Regions from separate parts of the Zea mays genome. Here region 1 is linked to region 2. A link is a contact called in public Hi-C data. All regions are on one chromosome and are shown on one strand. Each heading gives the region's core, a stretch centred on a gene start, on an enhancer-like site or on the middle of the called end of the contact. The rest is flanking DNA. Distances are from core to core; before and after follow the strand shown. Region 1 holds the start of LOC103626912 (probable lactoylglutathione lyase, chloroplastic). Region 2 holds the start of LOC103626911 (F-box protein At3g58530-like).

What was found. Hi-C and Micro-C count contacts between places; a contact is called where the count stands out from the background.
Region 1: a contact with region 2 is called in a Hi-C map of leaf, with 6 times the contacts expected there. The contact joins the promoter of LOC103626912 here to the promoter of LOC103626911 in region 2. A contact is called at or near these places in 3 of 25 Hi-C or Micro-C datasets (ear and leaf).

The regions. Positions count from the first base shown.
Region 1 is chr5:135,293,026-135,295,859 of Zm-B73-REFERENCE-NAM-5.0, reverse strand. LOC103626912 (probable lactoylglutathione lyase, chloroplastic) reads right to left here and starts at 1,327. Exons shown (of 9, transcript XM_008647263.3): 1 at 1,142-1,327; 2 at 855-1,035; 3 at 651-775; 4 at 460-524; 5 at 158-370; 6 at 1-37. The coding sequence starts at 1,241.
Region 2 is chr5:135,110,553-135,113,723 of Zm-B73-REFERENCE-NAM-5.0, reverse strand. LOC103626911 (F-box protein At3g58530-like) reads left to right here and starts at 1,675. Exons shown (of 12, transcript NM_001301565.1): 1 at 1,675-1,953. The coding sequence starts at 1,795.

The DNA.
Region 1 (2,834 bases), core at 78-2,577, 180 kb before region 2:
GGCTATCTCGCTTCCGGAGCAGTTCCATGCCGCAGGCCTGCGCTTTATTATTTGGGATAGATCAAGAGTAGTGTGTATATATATGTAGTGATGATTTTTTTTTGGACAACAAAGGATATGGAGCTTATATATGACAACAAAGCCTACACCTACTTACCTTCTCATAGAAGCTTATGGCACGGTCAAGGTCGCCGACGCGGAGCATCACCTGGCACAAGGGCTCCGGAGTTCCAGGCCTCTCGATGATCTCAAACTTGTAGCCGTCGGGGTCCTCCACGAAGGCGATGACGGTCTCGCCGCCCTTGACAGGACCGGCCTCCCTGATGACCTTTCCAGCCTTTGCTCTTATGAGCTCTACTGTCTTGGCCACCTGTTTCACGAATCATCCAGATGATCCCAAGCATGGTACGTTCTCTATTCTAACTCATCGATGGAGCAGTCTTAGGTTCGCCATCTTACGTCCTCGACTGCGATGCCGAAATGGCCGAACCCTTCGCCTATGTCATATTTGTCAACCCCGTAATCTGTGAATGGATTCAGCAAGATCAGGAACCTGGAAACTGCAGACTACACAGTACAGGGGCCAGAAGGGGGGGGGGGGGGGGGGGGGGGGGGGGGGTGAGGGATGCCGACTGACTGAGCGCACTGACTGTAAGTGAGCTCGACGACGAAATGCGATTCCTCGGGCCCGTACCCGAGGAACGCGTTGCTGTACTTCTCCTCTGGAATGTCCCTCTTCCTGAGCAGCTTCATCCCCAGGCACTCGGTGTAGAACCTGCACTGCGTTATTGGATCATCAGACCAGCAGGGCCGGGCCGACGAGCTGTTCCAGTTCAGAATTCAGAGGCGAGTACTTGATCGTCTTGTCGAGGTCGCCGACCCGGTAGACGACGTGGAGGAGGCGGCGGTTGTCTTTCTTCGCCCAGGAGATGGCCTCGTCGGCCGAGGTCCTGGGCTTTGCCACGGCGCTGGCCTCGCTCCTGGTCAGCCTCAACGGCCTCGTTCCAGCCACCTGCTCCGGCTGCAGCGCCGCACCTGCTTGCAATGAATTAAAAAAAACACACACACACACACAGCAGGTCATCAGCTATAGCTGCGGTGCTACTGCTACTGCCACAGTCGAGGGACGAGTGGTGCTCACCTGCGGCAGCGGTGGAGAGGAGCAGCGACCTCCGGGGGACGGGCGTGGCCGCGCAGGCGACGGTCCCGCGGCCGGCGGCCACCGGTAGTAGAGTCCTCATGGCAGTGTCTGCTGGCCGACCCGGTTTGCTTGGCGCCCCTTTCTCGTGCTATCCTCAATGTATTTGGTTTGGACAACTGTCGCCGCCACAGGCCGTTGGAAGAAGAGTTGTTGAACTAGTCAAGACACCTGTCAATATATGGGACAATGGGACCCGCGCAGAGCTGTAAAGTTGGATCTCACAGGAATGACCGCATGCAGCCCTGCACCCGCCGCTCCGAATAGGTTCTGTTGACACCACAGGGTTTATACTTTATACTGTACATGTCCAAACGGTCGGGCCTAACGGGTAGCCTGAAGTACGGCACGAGTTAAGTCCGATCCGCACTCGGCACGAGTTAGATTCGATCCGCACTCAGCACGGCACGGTACTTGACGGGCTCGGGCCAGCTCGGCACGACACCCGGGCCGTGCTTGGGTCTGAGTCGGGGCACGCCGTGCTGAGCCCGAGCACGACCCGTTTAAGGAATAGGCCCATTCGAGGCCTGACCAAACGTCAAAATATCTCTCCCCCGTCCCCGTTACCCACCGCCGAGCCTTCCTTCCACATTTCACTCACGGACTCACCTCTCCTCTCTCGGTCGGCCCTCGCCCTCTCTGTCACACATGCCCTCTCTGGATCTCCTTCGTGGACGCTCCGGTGGCTCCGTGGATCTATGCATTGCGCTCGTCGGCCATCGATCGTCGTTGTCCTCTTGCTCCGATGAGCCGACATAGCCCCTGTCTGTAAGTTCGACTACTTCTCGGCTTCTCCTAACCCTAAACCTAAACTGGTGAGTGTTGGTCGCCGGCGACTTTCCGGTGCTCTTGCTCTTGCGATTTGTTCTTAGATCTCTTGTTTCCTCTTGCCCTCTCTGTCTCGCTTCTTCGTTTAGGGTTTAGGGTTTGTGCCTCCCCGCATCTGTGCGACTGTGCATGCCTCTCCGGCTCTCCGTCTTGCTTCTTTGTTCGAATCTGCTCCGCCTATACTCGTCCAATCCTCCCCAACCTCAAGCAACATCAGCTCTGCCCCTCTGGTTGCCCCTCGTCGACGACTCCGGTGCTTCGGCCACTCAGGTGAAGTTCTATTTTCCTAGATCTACTACCTTTGTGCTCTTTATTTTGATATTTTGTATTTTATTTCTATGATTTGAAGGTCGTTGAGGAACCAGTGACGTCGTTGAGGAGACGGTCAAGTATCCCTCCATCTCCATGGATCTTGATCCGGACGCCGAGGCGGCAGAGCATGAGCTTGAGGATCACAACGAGCGTCTAGATGAGTTGGCCTTGTTTGGAACTAGCACTGGCACTGACAGCAATGCAAATGTGGCCATAGATGTTGACGCGGCGCCCATGACTGCCTCCTCGAGCCCCACTGCCACTGGTGATAGCACTGCCCGTGACAACCGGCCTATGAAGAGGCTAGCGACATCTAGGGTTTGGGATGACTTCGAGGAAGTAACTGGGATCGACGACAAAGGTAAGAAGGTAAGGATCTCTGCTATTTGCAAACACTGCAAATGTACCTTGTCTGCTAGATCTTCATCTGGTACTGGACACTTACTTAGGCACCAAGAACATTGTAAAGCTAAAATTGAACATGACCGAGCAGACA
Region 2 (3,171 bases), core at 426-2,925:
CCCGCCCAACACCATCGTCGAAGTATCCAAGTTGTTGCATCTCCTGCACGCAAACCGAGAAAATCCTCGACACGCCAAACTCCACGGTGTGGCCCAGCTGCAACTCCGTTGCCACCAAATCACTTAGGGTATCCTCGGACGACGGACCGATCGACGACGCACTCGAAGCAGATGAGGAAGAAGACATTGCTACATATCGTCGGCGGCGGCGTGCGGTCTGCTTGACACGGGCCAGATTTCTGAAGCAGGAGGGCAGACGAGCGGGTTGAGAAAGTTAGGATTTCTACGATGCATGCAACGGGTAAAAGATAGTCTCGACCGCGCCGCCCCCTTTTATAGACAGGACGCGACGCTTCGGGAAGCCCTTAGTCCAACAGTAACACATCCATCAACTGTCACATTTCAAAAAAAACCCGCGGGACCACTTCGAGCGAGGGCAGCGTCTCCACCATCTAGCGACATCTTCGGCACCAGATGACTTCGTCGAACTGGCTCCTCGGAGGGCAAATGTTGGGGCGTAGGCGAACACGCTACCCTTCGCTCCATGCCTTCGTGACGAAGACCACATCCACAGAGCGCGCCCGAGCAAGCTGGAGGCGTCGATCGGAGGAAGATCGACGCGGTCCCCTTTCGTCCTCTACAAGGCAAGACAAAGGCTCTATCGAAGTCTACTAGTCCCACGCCCTCACCGTGCGGGGAGGCCCAGGTGGGATTTGGCCCACTGTAACGGGCCCCGCGTGGATAAGTGTATTATGGGCCGCGTCTATAATAGCCTTTCCTGTAATGACAGTATGTAACCTCCTCCTGTGGGAATATTCTAGGGACAGACAGGGTACTCGAGGGCATAAACGTCTTTGACAATTGACGGGTGGCCGCTCGAGTACCTATAAATACCCCCGTATAGTGCCCGTGAGAGGCCAGACCAACATAGCTTTTGCCATCCCGCATTAAACTTTGCTTGCGCTCGTTCCACTCCCCCGTTGGATCAACTTGCCCAGGAGAGCAAGTTCCAACACTCGCCCCTACTCTCTCTCACTCTCCTCGCTGTTTGAGCCACCGCCGCCGTCGCTGGAGTTCGCCACACCGTCGCCGGAGCCCGTGGAGCTCGCCGGAGCTACGCACCCGTCGTACCGGAGCTACGCATCCGTCGTACCGGAGCTACTCTTGTGGTTTTTATTATGTCAATATTGGAACGGTGAGAGGCTCCAACTTGTGGAGATTCCTCACAAAAGGGAAACATCTACTAAGGAAGAAAACCGTGGTATTCAAGTGGATCATTGGATCGCTTGAAACGGATCGAGTGCAACCCTCGTCCATTGGGACGCCACAACGTGAAAGTAGGCAAGTGTCCTACTTGGCCGAACCACATGATAAAAATCGCTGTGTCACCTGTTATTATTCTTGTGTGATTCTCTCTACTTCTATTCACTTGATAATTTCTCTAAATTTAATACTCACTTTGTGAAGAGCAATTAAGTAAAGAAGTCACATCTTTCTCTTTAGACATAGCACATTGATTTTGATTTCACTAACATTTCATAAACCAAGTTTGTGTTATTTAGTTTTAATTTTTATAGGTATTCACCCCTTTAGGTGCTCTCATAAATACTATTCTATGGTTTTGCAATAGAACTGTAAAAATACGTGGCTACCAATACTCGAACAGGGCCTAATGTGTAGGCATGGCACTAGGTTGGATTTGGGCCTAAACAGGCTTTGGTGGGACATCCACATCCTTGTCCGCGGCGAAACAAAATTTCCCACAGCGAGCGAGGTTCCCCTCCCGACTCGGTGATGGCGGCGCCGGCGGCGGACGAGGCATGGTGCCGGAAGACGGTGCCACGGGTGATGGAACTGGTGTGTCGGCGCCTTCCGCAGCGGGACGCATGCGCGCTGCTTGCTGTCAGTCCCTGGTGCTACCGTGCCCTCGTTGCTAACTCCAGGCTCTGGGAGGTGCGCATCGCTTGACAATCCCTAACTTCCGGTTCTGCTTCTGTTACCAGTTTTAGCTGGTTTAATTGGAATCGTTGCTGTCGATGTTTAAGCCCTCACTCACCTTAGCTTTGGCCGAAGATTATTTTTTTTAACACGAGGCCAACCTCTATTCCATTAACGGCTCATTTGGATCCTTGGAATTGAATTCCATTCTAATAACATCCCGTTTGGATCTTTAGAATCGAATTCCATTCTAATAATAATAATTTAGGCACATATCAATTAAGCTAATTTGGTTTTATACTAAATATATTTATATACTATTATTAGCAAGATGTCGGATATATTTATGTGCTATATTTTTACTATAAAGGAGTGAGTCAATAAAGGAGTAAGTCAAAGAGTGTCCTATAAGTTGTAGAGTAGAAACAAATTCTACTGAGACATAAAATCATTTCGCATCTTCCACCCATGAATTTGAGATAGGCTTATATCTGAACTTTAGAAAGTGGTGGGATATTAAATTTCAAGCTAAAAAGGTTACTTTATTAAGTAAATTCCAATTCCTCTAAAATGAATAAATCCAAACGCCCCGTAATAGTAATTTAGGCAAAGTTCAATTAAAATAATATGGTTTACTTTTATGTGAAATATATTAGCAATATAAGGGAGATGTTTACGTGCTACATTTCTACTGTATAGGAGTGAGCATAAGAGCGTTTTATAAGTTATAGAGTAGAAACATATTTCGTTGATGCATAAAATCATTTCCCATATTTTACCCCATTAATTTAAGATAAGTTTATATCTTAGCTTTGAAAAGTGGTGGAAAGTCAAATTCTAAGCGATTACTTTATTAAGTAAATTTTAATTCCTTCAAAATGAATAAATCCAAACGGCCCGTAACAGAAAACGGAAATTCAGAAATATTCAGGTTTAGAGACAGAAAACAGAAGCAAGCCATACAGAGTGTCCCTGAGCAGCTAGAGATCTGCCTCAGACAACTAGCTACACAAGAAAAAAGCCTGCAACAAGTGAGAGAAGTTTGATATGCTTAACCGACTGCTACACCTGAGCAACAAAGCACCCAAAAGGCCAAAAGTGTGTTCTGTTACAAGAAGAGCAAGATAAGAGAAAGCATCAGCCACACTAGCGATTCCCAAAGAGAGAGATCTTGATGAAGTTCCGAACCGCCAGTCACTATTCTTCATCCCTTTCAGCAACATCCTCCAACTG